2 separate regions of the Mus musculus genome follow, and region 2 is linked to region 1. The links are chromatin contacts, called in public promoter capture Hi-C maps. All regions are on one chromosome and are shown on one strand. Each heading gives the region's core, a stretch centred on a gene start, on an enhancer-like site or on the middle of the called end of the contact. The rest is flanking DNA. Distances are from core to core; before and after follow the strand shown. Region 1 holds the start of Grhl3 (grainyhead like transcription factor 3). Region 2 holds the start of Myom3 (myomesin family, member 3).

Region 1 (6,380 bases), core at 1,168-3,667:
GGCTGACAAGTTGTTTATTCTCTGAGGGCTGGAGATGTCTGCTTGTCCTAGTAGGATATTCCAGCCAAGGTCACAGTAAGAACAAGGCCACAACAGCAGCAGCAGCAGCAGCAGCAGCTTAAAACACACATCCACACACACACACTCACAGGCACTTGTTGGCATCAGGACCTCTCAAACCTATGACTCCACAGGCACTTACAACACACTCGAACACACACAGACACACCCATACACATATACGTGTGTGTGCACACACACTCAAGCATGCCCACAACATGTTCTCTCTCTCTCTCTCTCTCTCTCTCTCTCTCTCTCTCACACACACACACACACACACACACACACACACACACACACTCACAGGCAACCTCAGACTCCCCAGTTCTCAGAGTGGCTGAGCCCCCAGGTCAATCACTGTAATCTCCAATGGTAGCTTCAAAGTTGACCTGCATTACTCAGCAGGCACAGGCTTTCCTGAACGGAGAAGCCTCTTCTGTCAGCCCATCCGACTTCCAACCCAAACCATTCAGGACACTAGCAGAAAACCTGTTCCGTAAGCCAGCTTCTCCATAGCCCCTGAGGAGAAACCTGAAAAGATTCTCTCTGCAGCCTCCGCAGGCAGCTGTAATTGGCATGCGTGAGTGTGCTGGAGACGTGTGTCTCAAGTGTGTGTGTGTGTGTGTGTGTGTGTGTGTGTGTGTGTGTGTAAAGCATAGAAAAATAAAAAGCAAGAAAGCTTCAGAAATGCCCAATTATTAATGTCTCCACAAAGGGAGAAAGGCATTATTAGCATGTTCCCTAACAGGCTTTAAATCAATCACTGTCATAAAACTGAACCCTGTAAGGACTGCCACTTGGTCACAGCACGCACAGTCCAGGAGATGCAGGCTTGGGTCACTCAGATAATAAGTTCAGGGGTTGGGGCTTGAATCTGGGCCCTAACACTGTGTTTCTATTTTTACTTTAATTGGGGTTCAACTGTCAAAACAGTGTCCTGAGAATCTATTAAAAAAGAAACCTGATGCTTGTAACCATAGTGGTTGGACAGTAGATGTGGCTGTTCAAGCCGGACACACCCCAGAGCTAGCCGGTACATGGGTTCCTGTCTGCAGTTAGGACCCATCAATTCTGCCTGCAAGCGTTTGAGTTCTTAACCTGCTGAGGAAAAGCTCCAAAGAGAGAGACAGAGAAGGGGAGGAAACAACAAGAGGGTCACTGCTAAAGAGGGGAGAAAGGGGAAGTCTGTTTCTTTCCTGCTAGCTCCTTGCCCACAACTTAAAGCGACTCACACCCTCGACTTCTGTCTTCTCCAACATCTGTACCTGATACTGAGGCTGAGAGTGAGGTCAGCGTCAGCCAGTCAAGGGATTCTAGATCCCAGATGTGGGCAGGAATGCACCTGCCTCTCGCCAGACAACACAGATGACCTCACCAAAATCTAGTCCTCGGCTTCCCCAGCGTTAGCACTGCCTCTGGATAAAACTGACCACAATTTATTGAACGCAACTTCAGACCCCTTTCTCTTTGGTAAGCATTTTTACAGCTTTCAGCACACCTAAGAACTCTACAAAGTTCTCTTGTTCCAAATTTCCAAATCAGGAAAATGAAGCTCAGATAAGTCCAACGACTTTTTAAGAATGAACAGCGGAGGAGAGACGGAGCCTGGGTTTGAACCTAAGGAAAGCCACTACAGAGCCCATGTATACAGCCATTACACTATAGTAGCCAGATCGCTTGGGACTGTTCCAACTCAACATAAAGGACCTTTAGAGAAACTCAACTCTTTGCATAAGACAGCTCTGAGAACCACCTCCAAGACGTTCCCTTTGGCAAGAGGAGAGAAAGCTTCCCTGGGGCGGGAGTGTCTCTGATTTCCAAGGCACCTCCAGAGTATCAAAAAGCGATGCCAAGATTCACGGTTTCAGGCAGCCCGGGTGTTTGCCTTCCTCGAAACTGCTCAGCACAGAGAGAAAGAAAAACTATTTTCCCAGGGAAACAGTCAGCTCTAGATAGAGAGCTGAACGTGCCTCAACACGCTAAGGCAGGATCGTCAGCCCATTCATTCACCCTTACAAATTGCCGTGTGAATCCGGGCGCCCGGCCTCCCTTGCTCTTCCCTCTGCAGGGAATCCCAGCCAGCCTCGGTGTGCTGGGGAGGCCGGGAGGCCAGACATCCGTGGCTTTACTCACTCAAGTTCATTCGACATCTTCCTTCTCCGAGGTTCCAGCGATCCGTCTCTGGTTGGCTCGCAGGCGCTGCTGACCACTCGTCTCTTAATTCTCCTCTGACACAGACATTCCCTTCCTGCCCGGGGAAGCGTTTGCTCTACGTTGCGCTTTGGATGTTGAGATTTTGCTGACAGCGGTCCCCGGCTGCGGTGGCGCTGATTGGCTGGAAGCACAGGTGCCGACTGCAGCTAGACCACAGCAGGTGCAGATGTTAACTTTTGGCCCACCAGCAGGGGCGGAGCTCCGGGGGGCTGACTGGGTGGAGCCGGCCAATTCCTTCTTAGCTGAGGGGGTGAGGGGGTGGAGACGAGGGAAAAGGGAGGAGACAAACGTTGGGAAGGAACGGGAGAACTAGAGGAAAAATACAGACAGGTACTTGGCTCAAAGGGAAATCTCTGTCCATCTCATCGCTCGGATCCTGGATCCCACAAACATCTCCCCACAGACACCATATCTCTTTATAGTCACCTTCTCTACCCGGAAAATTTCACGGAAGAGAGCAGGTAGCTCTCTGTGAGTCCCCTCTCTTTTCTCCAGAACTTTCCCCTTCGGGTAACAAACACCACAGGTTCTAGTCTTGTTAGCTAAGTGATTTCTTCCTATTCTCCCAGTAACCAGCTAGGAAGGACTTTCTGTCAACTCTCCCTTCCACCCCAACCAACCCCATGCCCTCTACAGGTGATCGAGGAAATGTAGGTTGGAGAGGCAGGGTGCCTTGCCTAAGGGTGAGAGCCAGTGTCAGAGACCCGTTCAGTCATCTGGGAGACTAGCTACTCCTTGAGTTGAAGTTGGTGGCCTCAGTTGACAGGGGACATTTACTAAGTACCGAGTGTGCAAGGTCTCCTCGCTCTGGGTTCTGGGGCAATAGCGGGGAAAGAAAATGCTGGTTTCTATTCAGGAGGAGCCCCCCCTCCCCCAATGTGCATGAGTGTGTGTGTGTGTGTGTGTGTGTGTGTGAGAGAGAGAGAGAGAGAGAGAGAGAGAGAGAGAGAGAGATGGGGTGGGGAATCAGGGAATTAGGGCAGGGCAGCCTTTCATCTTGTGCGATGCCAATCTGAACGGGATGTGGGCAGACCACATGCCTCTGGCCAGCCCAGAAAGGATGGAAAAGTTGAAGGTGGTTGCCTCAGGAGTCTTAGCTGGCCAGTACACTGTAAGTGCTCTGTGCTAGGCACTCAGGAGATGCCTCTTAGGCGAGGGGATGGTGGGGGATGGGCTATGAACAACCTAGGGTGGTCATCCCCAAATGCCCACAAGTACCAGCAGAAACAGAGAGCTTCCATGGGGTTCATAGGAAAAGAGATCTAAGCTGCGAATCTTGGAATCTCATGCTTACTCTTTTACCAATACCCTCAGCCCCGCCCCCATGCCCACTCTCCCCATCCCCCACTCTCCCAACCATCCCCCCCCACTCCACCCCCAGTTCATTGCTCATTCTTCCTGGGTACCTCACCTTGAGCGTTCCTCTGGAGGAAAGGTGACTTTACCCTGAGAAGCCCTATCTGATAACTCAGGAGGGCCTGCTTAGGATGGGCTACCGGGCTTGAAGACTGATCGGAGTCCTTTCCCATTGGAATCTGTTTGAGGGCTACCCCTAAGGAGCCCTGAGGTTAGCTAAGGACCATGGTGATTGCTAACACGGCTAGCTCTCTCTCCAGTAATGCTTGTGAGAACAGACATCCAGCCCTCAGGTTTCACATGGCTTTATTCTGTTCCCTGCAAAGCCCTTCCGGATTTTCTCACATCATCAGGTGTCTATCTCCCTTCCCTCTGGAACGTGAGTTCCGTAGGAGCAAGAGGCCTTGTCTGCCTTGGTTACTCTCCAGCACTGGCTTAGGTGTCTGGCTCCCAGTAGGTGCTGTGAATGTTGCGTAGATCAGGTATCGTGCCAAGCCTTCTTTATGCATCATGTCAATACCCAAAGTGAGTCAGGCACTTTGCTATCATCCCGTGAGATGAGGGGACCGGGATGCAGATCACTCACTATAGCTGAAGGCAGCGGCAATGTGAGCAGTGACTGGCTCTGAGCGATCGCTTACAGCAGTCACGGTGCTGAGAAGAACTGCAGGCCCGCGGCAGCCCAAAGGATGGCACACTTCTCTTTGTAGTCTTCTCCCTGACTAACTCACCTCATGAAAGGCTGGAGAGTTTCTGTCAGCCGTGTTGCAATGGATGTGGTGTGACTCATGCTTGCTGAGCTTGTGGGGGGGTGGGGGGAGACACTGGGATTTCGGGTGGCATGTCTGTGCTCGCTGGGCTTTATAAACGGGTCCTCTCCCTCTCTGGGTCCTGGCTCTGTGCTCACAGCCATTGTTAGAGATCATCAGAGGGTCTCTGTGACTCCTTACACAGGAAGCCTCCAGAAGGTGCCCCGATAGGTACCACGGATGCAAGGAGCAGGTGTGCAGGGTTCCGGGAGTCCTCCCAGCCATGTGACAAGGCCAACACAGACCTTTGCCACCACAGCTCAAAGAGGCCAAGATTTTGAAGTGATATTGCCCAAGTCTGGCTGCCTGCCTTTCCTAGTCCTTGGGGGTATGATGCAGCCCAGGGCCAGGGGAGGCTGGCATCACTGCCCTTGCATGGACATCCCAGCTCTTGGTTGCTCTAAGAAATTATAAGCATAGACCAGCCAATCAGATGAAACACAATTAGATCCACTAACAGTACTAAGTAATGACAGCTTGCTATTCCGTGTAAAATTACCCCTGTTAGGGCATAGTATTGATAGAAGACACAGAGCTGGGTTTGAGTCCCAGCCCGGGCACCTTATCAGCACCATAAGGTTGGGCCAGTGACCAACCTCAGTTTCCTCATCTGTATTTGGGTACAAAACCATGCTCCAACCTCACAAGTTGAATCGCTTTGTGCTGCACATGACCACTTACGATTCACTTCCTGCAGAAGAGTGTGGTACACCCCCCACCCCCTTAGGACCACTATGCTGAATAAGCACCAGCCCCCAGGGTCACTTACCACACAGCAACACTCAATGGGACAGCCTTGCTAACAGCCCTTCCTCTTAAAATCCCAGGTCTCCATGACTACCCAGATCTCAGGAATACCTATTAGCCTATAAGGAGATATTGAAGTGTAGAATGCCCAACAGAGGTGCTCTGTGGCAACTGTAATGGCAAGATTGGACTCTCCTTCCCCGCCAAGTAGTCTGTGTTGAGCTTGCTAATGCAAGCTAAGAGGTTCCACACAGTCCCGCAGCACCATCACCTTTGAACGAGGCCAGGCACGGAGCTGGGTGGTAAAGACTTAGTGGGCCTTGGGTTTGATCCTTGGCAATCGCCCAACCCCCACCCCAGAAAGTGATTAAGCCAAAATGAGTGCCTACAGACTACACCGCCACTGGGTTCCTGTCCTTCCTAGGGCAGAGGTGGAGATAAAGAGACAAGACTGAAGGCCAAGGAGATGATTCAGTCAGTAAAATGCTTGCCGTGCAAACATAGCCGGAGTTTATCCCCATAACCCACATTAAAAAAAAAAAAAAGCCAGGTGTGGTGGTGCATGCTTGTAAACCCCTGGAGTTAGGGGCTAGAGAAGGCAGATCCTTGGCAGATCTCTGTAGCTCACTGTCTCCTCAGCCTAACCTACTCAGTGAGGTCCATGCCCTTGAGGACCCTCTCTCAAAAAATCCAAGATGGACGGAGCCTGAAAGATGACATTTGAGAACATACCTAGGCCCAGAGAGACGTGCACACATGTGCTCATATAAAGGGAAGACTCTCGTCAGCTGACATCCTCACTCTAAGCAGTGAGCGGAGATATCAGACCTGCACGTCATTTAGCAATGGCAGTTATTGTCACTTAGTCACTCCGTGGCTCTTGCTTAGAATCTTCACCTAACAGTGGGGTCTGGGGTTCCTTTCCCAGATGGGCCTGGTTCCTGCAAGACCATGTCTGCCTTCCCGGAGCTGTGACTTCTGGAACCTTGGATAAGACCTTTCACCAACTGTGAAACTCTGTTTCCCCTCATTTAATCAAGGATGGTTAAACCGAGATGTTGACCACTCCCAGCTAAAAGTGAACTCAGAAAAACCTGTTAATTCCAACAACACCACCGACAACAGGATCGGGGCACAGCCACGCCCTCTGCAGTCAAGGGAAGTGGCCAAGGTCTGGTTCCAGCAGAGGTTCCC
Region 2 (5,954 bases), core at 470-2,969, 190 kb after region 1:
CAGACAGTGTTCTTAACCACTAAGCCACCTCTCCAGCTCTGGCATATCACACTTAACCATCACAGCAATTGTCTGAGTCCAGAGAAACTCTTTCTAGACAGGGATAATAGGAAGTGGGGATGGCAGGGGAGTATATGCTTGAAATCATGGCATTCAAGACTGAGGCAGGAAGATTGTCAGTTGCAAGTTAGCCTGGGCTACATAACAAAACCTTGTCTCAAAATAACAACCCCCGAAATAGGAATGAGAGCTGGAGAGATGTTCCAGTGTTAGAAAGCTGGCTGCTCCTCCAAAGGACCCTGGATAAGTTCCCAGCTACTCACCTGGGGGGAATGCCCCGCCTCCTACTGCTCCTTCCCCATCCACCCCAGTCCCTGCCTCCAGGAACTGCCTAGGGCTCCAGCCTGGTTTGAGGAAAGTGGGCACAAGTGTTCCCAATTATAGAGTTTGTTTGCAACTGTCCTTCCAGTTACCCTGGGGAAGTTTTCAGCTTCTCTGATCTGAATTCCTTCCTGAGAGACAGCGTGTCAGGGTACCTGGCTCACAACCCCAGGGATCTGATGCCCCCTTCTGGTCTCTAGGCGTGCATGCGGTAGTGCACAGACCATGCCCACAAGTAAAACACTCATATACATAAAGTTTCCTAGAAAGAAAGAAAGAAAGAGAGAGAGAGAGAGAGAGAGAGAGAGAGAGAGAGAGAGAGGAAGGAAGGAAGGAAGGAAGGAAGGAAGGAAGAAAGAAAGAAAGAAAGAAAGAAAGAAAGAAAGAAAGAAAGAAAGAAAGAGGAAGGAAGGAAGGAAGGAAGGAAGGAAGGAAGGAAGGAAGGAAGGAAGGAAGGAAGACCAAAAGGGTGGGGGAGCGAACCCGCCAACATCCTCCCCGGAGTTGCTATGACACTGGCCTGGGGAAGAGGTGAATCAGGGAAGCTTAGAAATGGCTTTTCAAGTAAGGCAGGAGATTAAGACTAGGACTGAAGAGCTCAGTGCCCGCTCACTCACTCTCCCCAGGGAGTAGCCTCCGAAGCTGCAGGAAGAGCAGCTGGCAGGTTGACCTTGGTGCCTGTGGTTTGAGGAAGAGGCTGGGAGTGAAACCATGCTCTCTGACCTGAGCTGGGACAGCCTTCCCAGACCTGCACATGCTCTGGAGGGCCATGTCCCCTCCTCAGGGCTCCCTAGCTCCTGTCCTAGCCCTGCCTTACCCACCGCACACAACCATGGGCTGACCAGGAGCAGCGCCCTTAACTGCTGGGGAAATAGAGAGGAAGAAGCCACACATCACCTTAGCCAAAAGAATCAAAGTTCTCATGGTTAGGTCACACTCTGTACTATCCGCAAGAAGCTAGGTACCCTGACATGTTCCCTGTCTCTCAGGAGGGAATTCAGATCAGAGAAGCTGAAGACCTTTCTCTGGGTGCCCCACAACGGGAAGGACAGTTGTGATCCGACTTCTATAGCAGAGAACACACGTGTCCACTTTCCCCAAGCCAGACTGGAGCCCGAGGCATGGCTCTTACTCCAGGCAGGGTGGGGTGGAAAAGCCAGAGGTGGGGGAGGAGCAGCAGGGGGTGGGGGCCACCCCACCTGTTGCTGCTGCCCAGCAGTGCTGGCAGGAAGAGACAGCCCTCCCCTCTGCCTCCACCCTCACCACAGCTCCCATCCATTGTCACCGCACTGTCTCAGCGCTGCTATATTTAAGACGGTTACAAGGCTCTCAGATCACATTCTTCCCCCGTCCTCACTGAGCCGAGGACAAGAAGAGAGCAGAGAGCCTCTTACTGTCCTAGAGACTGCCCAGTGGACACTGCTGTTTCTGTGAGTCACATGTAGGGTGCAGGGGCTGAGGGACACCCCAGCTTTCCACAGTGAATGACCTATGGGGGTGGTATATATGGTGCATGTGTAGTGTACATAACTCTAGTGTATGTGTGTCTGTGATGTACGGGTTTGTGTATGTGTAGATGATGTGGGGGTGGTCTGTGCATAGGCCTATGTAAAGTCAATGATGTTCTTGTGTGTCTATTGTATGATGGGGGTAGTATTTGTGTGACTATGGTGTGTGTATCTATAGTATAGTGTGTGGGGTATGTGTGTATGTGTGTTTGATATGTGCATTTATAATGTTTATGTGTGTGTTATAGGGCGTGTGTGTGTGTGTGTTGTAGGGTATGTGTCTGTGTTATAGGGTATGTGACTGTGTTGTGCTATAGGGTATGTATATTATAGGGTATGTGTCTATCTGTGTGTGTTATAGGATATGTGTGTGTGTTGTAGGGTATGTGTCTATCTGTGTGTGTTGTAGGATATGTGTGTGTGTTATAGGGTATGTGCCTATGTGTGTGTTGTAGGGTGTCTGTGTGTGTCGTAGAATATTTGTGTGTCTACTATAGGGTATGTGTGTGTCTGTGTGTGTTTTCGTATCCTGTCGAGTATGTGTGTATCTGTATGTGTGTTTGTTTGTTTGTAGTGTATATATGTAAGTATGTTGGGAAAGGGGTTTGTTAGGGAGATTTGAGCTTGGTAGCACCCCAAGTGAAAACGGGGTATCCAAGAACTCCATGCTTCATTTCACTGTTCTGTGTAGCCCTGGGTCTTCTGATGTGAGCCCTCCTTGACATTAAAGCTAAACATAAAGAAAAGAAAAGGCCCTTGAGGACCTCCTTGGAACTCGAGTCTTTGCTGTATGGAGCGGCAGCCCATCAGGGAGCCCGAGCTGGCAGGTCCGGCAGGTCCAGTAGGGAGGGAGTGTGTGGGCTGAGTGCTGGTTGTTCAACCCCACGGGCAGAGAAAAAGCATAGACCCTGCAGTCCCAAACCCTGGGGTTGCCAGGTTCATCCCATACAGGGGATGAGGCCCCCCGGGCTCTGCTGGGGAAGGAAGAGCCTCCACTAACCAGAGCCAGCCCATTACAGCCTTGGCGGAGCTGGGGAGCCGTGCCTGTCCCAGCCTGTGCCGACCCACTGGGCAGGGTGCATCCACTCCCCGCTCAGCCAGTGCGGCTTCTCATCCCATGGGGAAGGGCAGTGGAGGCCACAAACCTGTCTGCTTAATCCCACACTTTAGTCAGTGCTTTAAAAAGCATCCATGGCTCACCGCAGAGGAGGGGGTCCAGAGGCCAAATGCCAGTGGGCCACTGTCCTCATTAGGGCAGAGTATCAGAGAGAGGGCCAGTGCTGACGTCAGAGCACAGGAACCCTCTTTGTTGGCCCGAGCCTTGCTCCCCAGGTCAAACGTGTAGACCAAGGAAGGAGCGTAGCATGAGCGGGCTTGGCTAGGTCTCTGCGTGCAGAGATGCTATTTAGCCAGGAGGAGTCAGAGCCAAGCCTAAGTGGGCAACTGTCCTTTGGCTCTGCTGAGATGCTTGTCGGGAGCCAAGGGACCTTTGGGAGAAGCCCTTAATGGCCACTGATTACTTACTGCAAGCCACTGACCTCCCTGATGGTCACAGCTGGGGGCAGCACAGAAAACCAAACCTTACAGCTGACACTCAGCAGCTAAGCCCCACCACCAGTGAGTCAAATACAGCCTCCATACAGGTAGGGACTAAGCAGGAAGAGGAGGCACTTTCTAAATGAGAATCAAATTATAAGGTACTGATTTAAAATACCAAAAGGACTAACAAAGAGAAAGTTCTTGGCCTCTTGTGTTTTTACAAGGCTTCGGAGGAAGTTGGTGGGAGTGTCTGACACTTAGATGGGACTCATTTCTCCAGGCTCTCAGTTAACCTTTTGGTCGCCCATCCCAGGAGTGTGGTGGACACATTTTACGGATGAAGAAGCCAAGTTATAAAGTCCAAGGTCGCACACTTAGAAGCAGGAATGAGAAACTAGGGTCACAGGATTGCACTGGGTCACAGATTCACAGTCCCCATATCGTGAATCAACATGGCGCTCAGGCTAGGCTTGGAGGAACGGCTGGGGTGATGAACCCAGCAAAGGCTCATGGGTAGGACTAGACAGAGAGAGAGAGGGGACATCTGCTCACTCCGAGATTAGACCCAGCCTGGGACAGCAGCGTGCAGTCTGTCATCCTCTGCAAAGCCAAGCCCTGGAGAAGGGGATGAATGGAGCAGGTCCGCAGCTGGGAGCCAGGGCTCTCTCTGCTCCCCGATGGGTCTCTGCTTACCCACTGCCAAGGCACGAGAAACAGTAGAGAAGCCAGACTCTGCCTTTGTCACCGTGGTCCCTCACCTTCTCAGGCCTCAATCCCTATGCTCCTATAGAGCCGTGGTTCTCAACCCATTTGGGGGTCAGATATCTATCCTGCATCTCAGATATTTACATTATAATTCATAACAGCAAAATTAGAGTTATCGTGAAATAATTTTATGGTGGGGGGGGTCATCACAACATGAGAAACTGTACTAAAGGGCTTCAGCTTTAAGAAGGTTGGAACCACTGCTCTAGAGAAAGAAAGAAAAAAAAAAACGCTCCTGCACACTCAGAGCACTTGGGAAGGGAAGTTGCAGATGCTTGGTAGGACGACAGACCGTAAACTTTGGCTTTCACAGGTTATTGCGCTCGCAGCCATGACTCTGCCCCACAGCCCTGGGAGTGCCGGGGAGCCCCAAGCCTCCCAGACCGTGCAGGTCCACAGGCTGGAACACAGGCAGGAGGAGGAGCAGAAAGAGGAGCGGCAGCACAGCCTGCAGATGGGTTCTTCCGTGCAGAGGCGGACCTACCGCAGCAGGTGGGCGTGTCCTGGCCCTATGGCCCCTCCCCCGCCGTGGCTCCGCCCCAGGATCCAGTTGGAAGAGGACGCATAGCCCAGCTGTTCAGAGACTCTCATCTTAGATGGGTAGCACAGGCTCACCTTCTGAGATACCCCAGACCCCCACCTGAATAAAAGTGACACGGAGCAGTCCTCTACAGACCCTGTCTGAGAGGAGACACAGTCAGTCCCTCCCTCGGGGAGTATGTTGGGAACTTTCTGTCTCCATCACAAAGCACCTGAGAAAAACACATTAGGAGGAGAAGAGTGGAGTTTTGTTTTTGTTGTTTAGTTCTGTTGATTTTTGTTGGTGTTTGTTTGTTTGCCTAGCCCTTTATGGAGTTTATTCCTGTCTTGGCTCTATTGCTTTGAGGCTGAGGTGAGACAGAACGAACATTAGATTGCAGAGTAGTCAAGGAACACAGGAGGGAGGGGGAGGAAGGAAGGAAGGAAGGAAGGAAGGAAGGAAGGAAGGAAGGAACCTGGAACACGGCAAAGTCCCCATAACCTACTCTCTATACCTCTAGATGTTTCTTCTGCTCCCAATAAAATCACCAAACTGAACCCATGGGGGGATGGACTGACTGGTGATGATGAGCACACAGCCCCTGTGGTCCCTGTGGTCCCTGTGGTCCCTGTGGCCCCTGTGACCCCTGAAGTCCCTGTGGTCCAGCCCCTTCTCAATGAGTAGATCTGGCAGCTGAGGACTGAGTTTTCAACACAAATCCTTTAGGGGATGCCTCATACCCAGACCCTAACAGGAGGCACAGCCCTGTCCAGGGTAGAGAGATATTCTTGCTCTCTGAGACCCCCGCATTGAGAGGGAGGTTCAATGAGAGACGGGAGCTCGGGTTGTCTTCTGGTGCCGTAATGTACGGCCATGGTCTCAGGGGCCCCAGGAAACGGCCCCAGATCCATGACCCCCCCGTTTCTACTGGCAGTGAGGAGGAACAACAGTTCAGCTCTGAAGACTATGCCCTGGCTGCTGCCCTGGCCCTGACAGCCTCCTCAGAGTTGTCCTGGTAAGTCACATGACTGTCACTGGATGCGGAAGGACTGTTTTATCTTGACCCTGGTCCCTGATCCCTACCTCTTCGTGGACGCCCACTGACACACAATGGGTCTTCCCAAAGTTCCTTTTACGGAAGGGCTGGGCAGAGTACAAACCAGTCACTGTGAGGCCAAGTCTCACACCATCCCCTGGACAGGTCCCCACAGCAGGAAAGGACTGTCCCCAAGAAGCCATCC

Evidence for each region. Promoter capture Hi-C pulls out the DNA fragments that hold promoters and counts their contacts.
Region 2: a promoter capture Hi-C map of fetal liver shows a contact between it and region 1, with 2.5 times the contacts expected there. The contact joins the promoter of Myom3 here to the promoter of Grhl3 in region 1. A contact is called at or near these places in 5 of 39 promoter capture datasets (the C10 cell line, the HPC-7 cell line, the SN4741 cell line and 2 more), 2 of 484 Hi-C or Micro-C datasets (cortical neurons and myocytes), 3 of 115 datasets of contacts at active chromatin or transcription factors (bone marrow-derived macrophages, embryonic stem cells and pancreatic cancer cells) and 1 of 9 other capture datasets (macrophages).

Annotation. Positions count from the first base shown.
Region 1 is chr4:135,571,215-135,577,594 of GRCm38.p6, forward strand. It overlaps Grhl3 (grainyhead like transcription factor 3), which reads right to left and starts at 2,418. Exons shown (of 16, transcript NM_001013756.2): 1 at 2,194-2,418. The coding sequence starts at 2,210. It overlaps Gm30888 (a long non-coding RNA gene), which reads left to right and starts at 2,366. Exons shown (of 3, transcript XR_390832.2): 1 at 2,366-2,434; 2 at 6,115-6,380.
Region 2 is chr4:135,757,996-135,763,949 of GRCm38.p6, forward strand. It overlaps Myom3 (myomesin family, member 3), which reads left to right and starts at 1,720. Exons shown (of 37, transcript NM_001085509.2): 1 at 1,720-1,811; 2 at 4,507-4,685; 3 at 5,648-5,728. The coding sequence starts at 4,525.